Linked DNA regions of Danio rerio: region 2 is linked to region 1. The links are chromatin contacts, called in public Micro-C maps. All regions are on one chromosome and are shown on one strand. The core of a region is the stretch at or near the end of the contact, and the rest is flanking DNA. Distances in the headings are between cores, read along the strand shown. Region 1 holds the start of lpgat1 (lysophosphatidylglycerol acyltransferase 1). Region 2 holds the start of si:dkey-249p7.4.

Region 1 (6,989 bases), core at 2,043-4,542:
TTTGAGGAACATTGTCTTTAAAAAATTGCAATAAAATTCTTAAGTATTTGTTGACAAACTGGCGATCCTCTGCCCATCTTTTCTCTTAAAGGACTAGACCTTCTTGCATGCTGCTTTTGTATACTAAATCATCACAATTCCAATCACCTGTTGATATCACCTGTTTCATAACTGCTCGTATCAGATTCAAGGCAACCCTTTACTGAATTTACTGTACAGTATGTGCCCTTTACAAGCTGAGTAAAATTTTATGTCATCTCAAGGAGACTAAGATTAAAAAAAAAGTTAAATTTTTTATCAAGATCCAGGCTTTTACAAATACTCTCTTTTCTAATTTATGTTCTATCTATCTGCACTAGAAAAGTTTTTTTATTTTTTAAAGTGCTTTGCTGTGCACCGCATAGTTGGGACTTACATTTAACAACTTTATTAATCCCACCAAGGGAAGTTAAATTAGGGCAGTAGCTTTTAATAATACAACAAACACATAAAGAGACAAATCACTAACAAACCACATTAAAAAACACAATCCAGCATGCTTCATATAACTTCATAAATAATACTAAAAAAACATAGGAAGGACCCAAATATTAAAAATGTAAAAACTAAACTAAAAACTGCTAAAATGTAAGGGTCTAAAGCCTTTTGGCCTCATGAACAAAGGTGAATATATATCTGTTAGATGAGCATTTAATGCTTCTAAACTTTCTTCCAGAGGGCAACAGAAGAAAAAAGGCTTGGGAATGGGAGCATGGGAATCATCTCCTATCACTCTTTCAGTTTTCCTTAGCATTTTGCTGTTTATGAAACTACGTAGAAGCAAACCAATAATCTTGGAGCAAGTCTTGACTAAGTTTTAAAGGCAATTTTTTTGTCTCTAACGGAAAGTGAGGAGAACCAGCATAAAAAGGAAAAGCTTAAAATACTCTCAATATAGGTAGTATAAAAAGTATATATTTTTTCTGCACAAAAAGAGTTCAGTTTCCTAAGAACATGCATCTCTGATGCACTTTCTTAGCAACAGCTTCTGAGTTCTGCTGGAACTTTAATGTGCTATCAACGATTGTGCCAAGGTACTTATATTCCTGTACCCTTTCAACTTATTATCCATTAAAATACACCGGTTTAACCAAGGACGCTTTTTTAAAAAAAAAAAAAAACAATTACCATCTCTCTCGTTTTTTTTTTTGTGATGTGCAGTTAGTTCAGCTTCTTTGCACCACCTTAAAAACTCATTATGATTATCGCTGCCATTACAATCTGTATGTGTTAAGAAGGATAAAAAATTATCAGCATTTGATAGTTGGGACTTGTTGCTCTTTTGTTGGTGTTGCTGCCAATGTCCTTTATATATAGCCTATATATATATATATATATATATTGTTGTTATTGATTAATCTAGATAGATAGATAGATAGATAGATAGATAGATAGATAGATAGATAGATAGATAGATAGATAGATAGATAGATAGATAGATAGATAGATAGATAGATAGATAGATAGATAGATAGATAGATAGATAGATAGATAGATAGATAGATAGATAGATAGATAGATAGATAGATAGATAGATAGATAGATAGATAGATAGATAGATAGATAGATAGATAGATAGATAGATAGATAGATAGATAGATAGATAGATAGATAGATAGATGCTGTTTCTGAATTGTCCACATGGGGGTCATAGTGACCAACTTTTCAAACCAAAATGTCAGCTGAATACCAGTGAACACCTGAAAGCCTTTAGTTTCATTTTGATTCTAGAATCTGTTTCCTTTTTAGTATATCCTATACTACAGTGCGCGCGCTTAATATACAGTCTGTTTCTTCATATTAGACATCTTGTTCTTCAGCAGAAGAGTTGAGTCGGTACTGGTGCGCGTGCACTCACTGAGTCTGCGCGCGCCCGCGGCCTGTAGGAGGTCCAGAATAACGGAGCCAAAGATCATCATCATCCTCATCCCGGAGGAGAGGCCCAGTGAATGCATGTCCGACACGCCTCATCCGGAACACAAAGATGAGTCTAACGAGTCTGATTTCAGGCGTGTGTCTTTGATTTGGGGATTTGAGATCGCAGATCCAGAGGTTCGGCCGCGTGACTCCAGCAACATGCGCGTGTGTAACTGAAGCGCATGCATCCGACCACCAGGACACGGACACTCGGAACCGAGTCACGCCGTGGATCAGACGATCTCAAGCTCTCGGGTTCACCGATCACCACCGTCCGCTACATGTGACCGAACCTACCATCCGTCCGTCCGAACCTTCTGCAGCTTCGCCAGTAGGCTGCACGTTAGAAAACGGTGAGAAAACACTTTCACGTGAAGATTGGAGGATTAATGACATCAGATTGTTTCAGGTCATTTATATCATTTAAAGCATTTCTATAAATCTGGATCTATGTTTTGATCCGGTCTACCTCGGGCGGGTAACGGATCCGTCAAGGACTTTAGTCCAAATCTCATTAAATACCCGAATCAACCAGACACCGGCCACTTAATATGAAGGACAGACAATGGGAGATTAGATAAACGTGAAAACACACTAATGGCGATAACAAACAATCAAACAAAGACGTAATGTGAAAATAACACAAATCTTAATGATTAGATGAGACCGTTAAACTGAATTAATGACCCGAGTTTGCATTAGCTTAGCATGCTAACACAGCAGCGCGTACACAGACACACTTTCTGTTTTATTTAACTGCAGGGATTGTACACATCACGTTTTGTTAATTCATTTACATGTCCATGTTTGAATTGGTAGACAAGTGTGTAGGTTTTGGAGTAAATTGGGCGATGATGTTGAAGCAGAAGTTAATACTGTATGTAGCGTGCTAGCTGCGTTAGCGCTCTCTTCAACACCTATTTTAAACATTTCACCTTCATTCAGCGGAAATATTCTGACTGACCTTAAAACAAGTGAATAAAAACCACATGAGCAAAAATGACGGAGGTGGAGAGTGCTAAACCGAAACAATACTAGGTTGTGCTATCAAAGGTTATCTCAGTGATTGGAGATATCTTTCGTGTTATGGATAATTATAATAACAGTTATTTTTATTATTGCTGACCGCTTTATTATTGTGACACACCCTAACCCAGGACAAATATAGAAATGTGCGTGACAGTGGGAACTTGAAGTGGAACTTGGTCACTTTGGTCAAGAGGCTTATCGGGAAAGATAGTTTAATTTGAAGCAAAGTTTTTCGTTGTTTGTTTTGCATGACACAGATATCAAAGTCTAACTAGTTTATAGGGTGTCACTATGAACAGGCACATTCATAACAAAGGTTAATGGATGCGTGTTAGTAAATCAGTTCACATGCGTAAGCTGCACCTCTATATATTTCAAGAGTTTATTTCTTGTTTTTTGACAGCTCATTTTGTGTTACTAGCTTCATTTAAACATACATCATATGAAGTATTGAGATTGTATTTGTTGTTATTGTTGCAGGCAGGACAGTACAGTATGGCTCCCCATCTGGACGTGGCCCGCAAATTGGTTTGGATCTTAATCAAGTCGCTGCTCCGTTTCACCTTCATGTTTGTCAATAACTGTGTCGCGATCCCGTCCTATTGCCTCTACCTGATAGTCCTGCAGCCTTTAAGAGTTCTAGATGCCCAAACATTCTGGTACATTGAAGGGGTCATGTTCAGGTGGTTACTGGCTATGGTGGCATCCTGGGGCTGGTGTGCAGGTTACACAGGTAAGAACAACATTTCCCTCCAATCTGCTTGTTAAATTATTAAATGAGTGCTGTTTCCGGGTCCAACTTTGTCAGTTCTCAACAATCAGTGTTTATTTATGTCACAGATTAAAGTAAGCTTTTAAATTGCAAAGTGTCTAAGCACATGGTGTCCTATTCTATCAATTCATAAAAAGATGAATCACTGTCTGACTGTTTGAGGCGCTGGTGTTAATAATTAAAGTTGTACTATGACTTTTGGTACATGGTTTTTGGAGATTTACAGCTTGTTGTGGTTGTTCATTAGAAGGAAGTGTGGTTTGTGTCTGTTTATTCAGAGTTGGACTAGGCATCTAAACCTCAGTGCTAGGCACTAAATGTTCATTTTTTCTGCCTGATTGTGTAAAACAACCTTCCATATCCCCAGATTTCAGTCAGCGTCTGTTTGTGGCGCCAAAATTTGACTGCTGAGTGCAGATCTATTGACTGTTTTTCATCTTTATTGACTCCTGCACTGTAGGGTTTCCTGTGTTTATATTGATTTCTTTATTTTCTTTGGGAGACAAGTTTGATTAAGCCGTTCCAGCGTGTTTCTTTTGCCTTAATAGAGTGCATTTGGACAATAATACGGTTGCAACCTTGTGGGAGGGCTTTGTTTACCTCGCATCTCTCCTGATGAACCTACACCATCATGCATCGGAGAGTGGAAGTGGTCTCTGTTGCTTGGTGTGGCTTGGTACAGGTATCGATTTGAATTGGTCTTTTCATTAGAAATTTATTTATTTCGAGTTTTTTTTTTGAAAAGCCAATTTAATAAATGGCTAGGAGTAGGAGAGGTGATGTGCCGCCTGCTTACTTGTGAGCATTTAATGGGTAATTTCATTTGTTGCGAGCTGGCTCCAAATGTATTAATAGTGTTGATTGCACACAGGAAGCTCTAGACTGATTATGCAAATCATAAGATGGAAGTGCATGGGCTGGAACATTGGGCCAATCCAAAGGATAAGACAGTTTGTCAACCTTAGTTAGTACATAAGTTTTTGTGACTATGCCACAATTAGACATCCTGCATTTTAAGTAAAAGTTAATATATAAAGATATATCACAACACCATTTGATCTTGTGCTAGATGATATATCAAACAAAACCATCCACAATATGTCACAATAATTGTAAATGGAGGACAATTTTATTAACTGCACATATATTTTATGGAATTGTAATGTTGCACAGCTGTCAAACAAGCTTGAATATGCTTGTCTTAGTGGTTTGAGCGCATTTTCCTGACAAAGCGAGCAGGTTATGTGGTTGTAGTAGCCCCAGAAAGACTAAAGTACTGACAACATGCACTCACAATATCACATCTAGAAGTGTCTTGCAAAGTTAAACGGCTTGAGGGAAAGACTCCTGTAAGTTTGAGGGAGGTTGGATGTCTGAAACACAAATACCTTCATGCCAGCTTGGACAGATGAGGGTACCCATATGCCTGAGATTTCCACCATTTCAATGGGTCATCTGTCCGTAATTTAAACAGCTCAGTCGCACAAGAAAACTTGACTATTTTACGTAATGTTAGAAAAGTAGGAGACTGCGTTTGTTAAAATGATATTGTGGTGCCTCTGATATGTTGTTGATATTACTCCATTACCAGCTGGGTTTACTTATGCCGGTAAACAGACAGTATAAGACTGCATTAAAAAAAATATATATATTTTTTATTTATTATTATTATTTTTTTTTTGCTGCTTCTTCAAACGACTTATTTTAAATGAGCTGAATAAGCACAATTCTTGAGTTTTTTTTTAGGGACAGCTCAATTTTTTTTAACGTTAATTTCATAAAATTTGTAAATAAATACAATTAGGTTAACTTAGTTGACTTATGTTGGGACAACATGATGCAGTTGCGTGGATCCCAGCATTTTTAAAGTGTGAGTTATTTCATATCTTTTATACATTTTAATATCGATACTTGGCAGCAGAGTAGCAATATTAGCAGCCTGAAATCGGCATTACACTAAAGCTGCTGAAAGCATGGTTGTGTGATTGGCAGTAAATTTCTTTTGAACCCCGGAGTGTACTCTTTTGCGGAAACTACAAATACGCCAACAGAAAATAATCCCAGTAGATTACCATATCTTTGCATCCTAAATAGAAGTTTTACCTGCTTTCTTTAAGTTAGCGTTACTTACTAATAAACACACAACTACTCAATCCTCTCACAGAAGGGTTTATTTAAAAAAATCTCTAATGATGACGTTATGAAGTGAGTTTAGAGTATGACATGATTATTACTGAAAGTTGGATTTTCACATGCAGCATTTACTACACAGAGCCGTAGTTCAATAAGAAGCTACGCAAACAGTTGCCAGTATCACAAAATTATAATCTTATCATTATTGTTTAATTAAATCTGTTTTGAACACGATTTTGCACAACTGGTAGTAACCTACGAATCTCTATGGTGTAGCATGTAATGGAGATTATCTTTTACCAAACAAGTAGACCAGCTTGCTGGCAGCTAGCTCTCTGCAACTGGCACATGGTCACCCCCTGAAGCTAATCAGGGCTACACCCGGTCAGTATCTGGGTGGGAGACCACATGAGAAAGCTAGGTTGCTGCCAGAAATGTTGTTTTGATACCAGCAGGGGACGCTCAACACGTGGTCTCTGTGGGTCATAAAACCCCAGTATATTAATATAATACCCCTATACTGCTTAGTGAGCGTCGTCTTTTGCATGAGACGTTAAAAAATATCAGGATGTCCTTCGAAAAAAAAAAAAAAAGTAGGGGTTTAGCTCCAGCATCCATTTGCTCCATGTCCTTCACTCCATTTGCCCGCTGGCCTCTGTCAATCATGGCCTTCTAACCATCCCCATAATTGGCTTCATCACTCTGTCTCCTCCACATCAATCAGCTGGTGTGTAGTGTGCGGTCTGGTGCAATATTGCTGCCGTCATGTTATCCAGGTGGATTCTGCACACTGGTGGTGGATGAGGAGATTCCCCCCCAAAAGTGTGTAAAGTGCTACGTAAATGTAAGGAATTATTATTATTTATTAGATTTAGCCAAAAAAGGGTTCACAAGTATTCCATGAGTTCTCTGATAACATTATAAATTACGCAATGAGCATACAACAGTAATTGTTAAAAACATTATCTCTAATAGTCTGTCCAAATCTCACATAAAAAACTGAGCGACAAGTAGTCAATAAGGTTTAAATATTTTCTCTTGTACATAAATGTTAAAAAATCTACTAAGAAATAATCAAGGAATGTTCATCTTATAAGCA
Region 2 (6,989 bases), core at 2,293-4,792, 170 kb after region 1:
CAGAGGGTCACGTTGATGAAGTTAGTATGAAAACAACACTATTGAGAAAGGAAAGAAGAAGAAAATAAATAAATAAAATTGCACCTTGAAATCCAAAAAGTTCTCTCAGGCCTGTGAATCACTGCTGTGTAAAAGATTAAATATAACCACATTTTTGTTGAAAAAAAAGCTTTGGTGGACAGTTATCAATAAATAAATATTTCAAAGTTATCTATGAATAAATATATCTATCTGACTGTTCGATACACACAGGGTGCAAAGTTTTGAAGTAACCTTAGTAGCCATTTTAACTTGAACATTAAATCAGCATGTATAACTTAAAAACATTAAATCAGAAACATGAATAACTTAATTTAATAAGTTATAAAATATGTAAAATATCTGTTGTCATGACTATATGATCATATAATTACATTACAGTGCAAGAGTTTCCCTCTGTATGAAAAAAAAAAGATCTGAGGAAGAAGCTCCCAATCAAGCCTATTACAGCTTTACGTTATCATTGACATTTATCATTCTGTGGCTTCCTAATCACTCCCCATTATCATTCAGCATCGGTTAAAGCTCAAACGTTCAGTCCAGAATCATAAAAAGTTTAGTTTGTAGATGAAATCAATCCTTGAGCAAAGGCCATTAACAAAAAAAAAAAAAAAAAAAAAAAAGCAGATGTAAGCAGATGCTGGAAAACACCGTCATCACTCACATGATCTGCTCTCACACTTCCTTTTCCCCTTACAATAATATTTTTACTTTACTCTATTCAACATTTTGGAATATTTATTCATATTTTTTAAAAACATTGTTGGGTTAATAATAACCTAACAGGTAACCCAGATCATGGGTCGTTTTGGCACCTGCTGATGGGTTATTTTTAACCCAACCCATTGAGTTGTCATAGGTTAACCCAGCATTCTGGGTTATTTTGCCAAAAAGTGGCTTAACTGCTATGTAATAATAAATTATTAATATTATTATTATTGGGGCGGCCCCGGCTGGGTCAGTTGGCATTTCTGTGTGGAGTTTGCATGTTCTCCCCGTGTTGGCGTGGGTTTCCTTCGGTTTCTCAGATTTCTTCAAAAGTCCAAAGACATGCACTAGGTGAATTAAATAAGCTAAATTGGCCATAGTATGTGTGTGTGTGTGTGTGTGTGTGTGTGTGTGTGTGTGTGTGTGTGTGTGTGTGTGTGTGTGTGTGTGTGTGTGTTTGTTGTAGGTGCAGAAAACAGAGCACTGATTTTTGCAGTTTTGGTGCAAAAGAATGTAGCAAAGCATCCGAGAGCCAGGGTGCAGGAGGACTGGCACGGGCTGGCCTGGATGTAAGAGGACATAATCTGTCTAGACATGATGCTAGTGTAGAGCAAAGTGTATCAGTGGCACTGTTTGTATCAAGTGCAAAGAGTTTGCCAGATGGAGGAAGAGAGTCTGAACTATGGTTGTGTGGTTGTATGGAACTATGACATATGGTTGTATTAAAGGGATACGCTGTTAATTTACATGTAAATGACACAGTATTTAACTGTAGTATGAACCGTTTTTTTTCTGTAGGACAGTTGAGCAGTACAGTATGTTACTGTATTTTCAAGTTGCTTTATAAAAAGGTCTGTATTTTACAGTAAGGATATACAATACTCCCAATACATGTACAGCAAAATAAATGTATAAATACAGTATTTTTGTTGTAATTGATTCACATTAAGTTACTGCTGAAATGTTATGGATAAAGTTACTATAGATTATACAAAAAATTGGTAACAGTGTAGTTCACCCAAAAATGAAATTGTCATATTACTCACTCCCTATTCTCTCTCTCTTTCTTTCACAGAAAATAAGTGAATACACAAACTCAAAAAAAATAAAAAAAAAATGTTATACTGCTTGTTCAAACTAATTATTTAAAATAAACTGAAACACAATTCTTTTTTTCTTTTTGGAAAAAGTCAATGTTTTAAGTTAAATCCATTAAAATGAACCTAATTGTTTTTGTGTTGGGACAGCATGATAGAATTATGGAACCATTTTTTACGGCATTTTCTTTCCACCAAGGATATATACAAAGTTTTAAAATCAAAACTGGTTTTTGTTGTAGTCCTTAATGTAAAAAGCAGATTATACTTCTCAGATTATGCAACACTTAATTATGAATACAACAAAATAAAAAAAAATACAAATCACAAATAACCCTTGAAACATACTGTAGGCATCACGGTGGTGCAGTGGGTACCACAATTGCCTCACAGCAAGAAGGTCACTGGTTTGAGTCCGGGCTGGGCCAGTTGGCATTTCTGTGGAGAGTTTGCATGTACAGCATACCAAATTCACCTATATTGCATATCTTTGGACTGTGCGGGAAAACGGAGCACCCGGAGGAAACCCATGTGAACACCAGGACAACATGCAAACCCCACAGAAACGCCAACTGACCCAGCCGGGGCTCAAACCAGCGACCTTCTTGTATGCTGTGAGGTGATTGTGCTATCCACTGTGTCACCATGACACCCCTGCAAAAAAAGACATACTGAATAAAACAGCTGCTTTCCAACATTCTTCAAAATATCTTCTTTTGTGTTAAATAGAAAACAAACACTTAAATACACTGTAAATAATGTTTGGTTCCACACGATCAATTTGTGTTGGGACAACATGAAGAAATTAAGTTATGTTTTTACAAAATTAAGCAAATTGAACATAAAACAATTAAGTTTCATGAAAAACTTAAAACCCTTAAGAATTGTGTTTTCAACTTATTTTAAAGAAGAAGTTTAAACAAGTAGCAAATGGTAATTTCAATGTAGGTCTGGAACAAAAAAATAGAATGAATAAATGAGAGGATTTTCATTTTTGGGTGAACTATCCCTTTAATAAAACCACGTTTTTCTCATATATTTTACTTGCTTTGGCTAATGTGTTCTCAGTCTCACAGCGAAAGGGCAGAGCAGGGCTCATTATACCTTCTCTGTGTCAGGACTGATTAACAAAAGCACACTGGATGAGCTCAGTCATTTTCTTCTGCGACTTTCAGAATCAAGTATTGCAGCACAGCACCTCTTGTGTAAAATATCCGTTGCTAGTTTATACATGCACATTCCAACTCTGAATCACAGTCACACTCCACATGTGACCTGACGCTTCCTGTCCGTGTTCTGCTTTCTGTCTCGCTGTTTTTTTTGGAAATTCCCCCTCCGCACTCATCCGTTGTGAAATTTGACAATTTATATGCATGAAAATGTTTACATCCTTAATGCTTCATAGTGTGAAATGACTGAATAATGTTTCGATAAATCATTAAAAAGATAAAAATCAAGGTTTTTCGATAACATTAAAATACGTTTAATAAGTGAAAATCATCACGATTTACTCTACCTCAAGTGGTTTTTTTCTTTTGTTGAACACTTTTGTTGATTTTGAAAAATGTTGGAAGCTGCTTACCATTAACGTTTATAATAGAACATGACATTACTATGGAAGTCAGTGGAATTCCACCATTCTTTAAAATATCTTCTTTTGTGTTTAACAAAAAAATCTTTTTTTTTTTGTTTATGAAATGTGTATTGCTTACAGTAAAATATTGTCAGTAATTATGCTAAAAAGTTGTCCCTTAAAGTTCCTGACTAATGTGTATCATTCCCATAGACGATCATTCCAAAACATATTGATTTACTCTCTATCTTTTAAATCAAACACACAGTACCTGCAGGTGTGAATCTACTGTACAGAACTGGTCAAAGTCTCTCTCTAGTGGTCATCAGCTGTAAAAGCACATTCGAAGAAATATTTAGCTGAAGGCGGCATGCAAAATTCGACCCTGAGTTTGAGCATAAAACACTTTTAAGTTATTATAATGTGATGGAGAAAGACGGGGAGATTTTTATGGATATACATACAGTTGAAGTTAGAATTTTTAGCCCGAAAAATGTTTGTATCGAAAAAATATATATCTTAAAGGGGCTAATAATTTTGAATTTGAATTTAAAAACTGCTGTTATTCTTGTCGAAATAAAACAAATAATACCTTTTCCAGAGAATATTAACAGACATACTGTGAAAATTTCCTTGCTCTGTTAAACATTTAAAAAAAAGATTAAAAATAAAAAAAAACATTTAAAGAAATTCAAAGGGGGCTAATAATTCTTACTACAACTGTATATAATAAGAGTTGAGCAATGCCATGCAAATGTCAACCGTGCCATGACAAAATTAAGTTTTCATCAAAATACAGAAACCGTTTCTAATTTTGCTTTTATTTATTTATTTATTTTTTGTAAGCCCTAAGTATTTTACAGTGCTTTAAAATAGGCTACTCAGAAATGTCTCTGTCAATGTTTTCAAACTATTATATTTGATTTAGGCTACTGAAGTCACAAAAGCAGCAATTTTACATAACAACAGAGAGATGTCACAAAGAAGACTTTTTTCCTCATAAATCCAAAAATGTCAAATAAAATAAAGTCGATAATTTTTGTTTTATAGGGAGCCATCTTTTATCCTTTAGATGTATCATTATTTCCTTTGGGTTGTGCAATTCAATTTACAGAATTTCTATGTTGTGTACTGCAAACTCGCACTTTTTTTGGCCACATCCATAACGCAAGTTTATTTTCCTTATTTGAAATAGAAAAAAAAAAACGGCAACGCAGTGGCGCAGTAGTGTTGTCGCCTCACAGCAAGAAGGTCTGGGTCGCTGGTTCGAGCCTCTGCGTTTTTGTGTGGAGTTTGCATGTTCTATCTGCGTTCGCGTGGGTTTCCTCCGGGTGCTCCAGTTTACCCCACAGTCCAAAGACATTCAGGTGGAATTGGGTAGGCTAAATTGTCCATAGTGTATGTGTATATATGTGTGTGTGTGTGTGTCTGTGTGTGTGTGTGTGTGTGTGTGTGTGTGTGTGTGTGTGTGTGTGTGTGTGTGTGTGTGTATGGATGGATGTTTCCCAGAGATGTGTTGCGGCTGGAAGGATTTGCTGCGTAAAAACGTGCTGGATATGTTGGCGGCTCATTCTGCTGTGGGGACCCCGGATTAATAAACGGACTAAGCTGACAAGAAAATAAATGAATGAATGAATGAAACAGAACAAACATGTTTACAGATTGATATTTGATATTGATATCTGGTCCCATAACTCTGTTGTTTTGGAAAATATAGATGTTGCTATAATGTTAACATCTACTTTCTATTTGAATTTTTTACTGCAAATGTCACGTTAATATTCCGGGCCTACAACTGCAGTTCCAATTAAACACCCAATTCAGGTCTTATTCATATTTCTGCGTTGGGAATGTTGAAGCTAAATTTTACAGGACAAGTGGCACTCCAGGGCCGAGGGATGGGCAATGTCAAATTATAATTAACGTGTTTTTAATAACACTTAAACCCGCTTTTATTCCTTTAATATGGCTTTGTACATCTAACCATATTTGCTTTTAACTATGCTCAATTATGTGGCGTTTGCGGTGTCTTGTTACCATAGTTACAGTATGATGTTTAGAACGTCATTTAGAACGCGTTCCAAGTGGAATACTTTTAGCTGTGCAGCTCAAAGAAATCTTTTGTTGGTTTGTAATAGTTGGTCGATATTTCACAGTTTCAACAAACAGCGAATATTTTATCAAAAATGTCTTGCTTTCTGATCAGAAGAAAGAAAACTCTGAAGGAAACACCAGAGGGTGAGTAAATAATGAGTAGGGAGCGGAAATGAAAGTACTATTTATCCTAAAAACTTATTTTTATCAGGTAATGTTTTAGACAGAAGTATATTTTTGCTGTGGTTACTAACTCGTAAGTGTGGTCTGTCAATATCAGGTAGTATTTTAAGCAAATGTAGAACAACTTTAAAGTTCACTTTAAACATAACTTACACATTAATAAATCTAAAAAAATATATAAAATAAATATGTAGATGGACCAAATGTGAATGTTTTTGGCTTTTCCTCTGTTTTAGGCAAAGTTTTAATTACTTTTGAAAAACAAAATATTTCTGTATGACTACAAGGGCTAATGCTTTACATGTTAACACATCAGCATAAAATTTAGTTTTTCATGAAAAATTAAATGTTAAACTATGTTTTGTATTGGATTATTATGCAACTTATAAGCTCTGAACCAACAATAAATAGGGTTTAATGTTTTATAATGTGCGTGTAGCATAGTATGTCTTACATTTATAAAGTATATGAAGAATTACTGATAAAACAAGAAATAAATATATTTAACTCTTGAGCCGGTGTTAAATTGTTAACACTTTTGAAAATGTGTGAAGTGTGGATTACATACAGTACACAGATAAAGTGTTAAAATGAACTCTCCAAGTTGAATTTGCTGTGTAATTTTAACCCTTTCAGTAGGGCCAAAAAAGCCCCTGTTTATTTTTAATGGAGAGAAGATTTTTTTTCAACACATTTCTAAACATAATAGTTTTAAATATTCATTTTTAATAACTGATTTATTTTATCTTTGCCATGATGATGGTAAATAATATTTGACTAGATATTTTTCAATTTGTTTTTGTAAACCAACAATGCTGTATGTGTAAACCAATATTTACAACAGTCATTCTTTAAATGAATTTAACAGCCATGATTTAAAATAGTCAAAACATGGTCAACCATTTGACAGACAGATAAATGGATATGAAATGTACACTCTGAAACCCAACAGTTAACTTTATTATATGAAATGAGTGTAGTTAACTCAAAATTGACTGAAAGTTAATTCCACTCATTTGAAAAGAGTTTTGAACTCAGTGTTGAAGGTAATGAGTTCATTAAATACTTCATTACTTCAACTTAAATAGAGTAAGTTCATGGTACTCAGATTAGGTTTTTTTTTACTCAAACGGTTTGTAGCAATCGGTTTCCTCAAACTGTTTACGTTGCCTTTACTTCTTAGGTTTTAAAAATAAGTTGGTTTGAGTTTATTTATCAGGTTTTACTGTGCTCAAATTGCTTCTTTACCCAGATGGATCAAGTTCACAATACCCATTAGGATTAGTCTTTGAACT

Evidence for each region. Hi-C and Micro-C count contacts between places; a contact is called where the count stands out from the background.
Region 2: a contact with region 1 is called in a Micro-C map of caudal fin, with 5 times the contacts expected there. The contact joins the promoter of si:dkey-249p7.4 here to the promoter of lpgat1 in region 1. A contact is called at or near these places in 3 of 18 Hi-C or Micro-C datasets (caudal fin, hematopoietic stem cells and an unstated tissue) and 1 of 4 datasets of contacts at active chromatin or transcription factors (embryo).

What each region holds. Positions count from the first base shown.
Region 1 is chr20:15,017,402-15,024,390 of GRCz12tu, forward strand. It overlaps lpgat1 (lysophosphatidylglycerol acyltransferase 1), which reads left to right and starts at 3,293. Exons shown (of 8, transcript NM_001029958.1): 1 at 3,293-3,337; 2 at 3,466-3,718. The coding sequence starts at 3,481.
Region 2 is chr20:15,188,861-15,195,849 of GRCz12tu, forward strand. It overlaps si:dkey-249p7.4, which reads left to right and starts at 3,543. Exons shown (of 4, transcript XM_003200683.7): 1 at 3,543-5,655. The coding sequence starts at 5,604.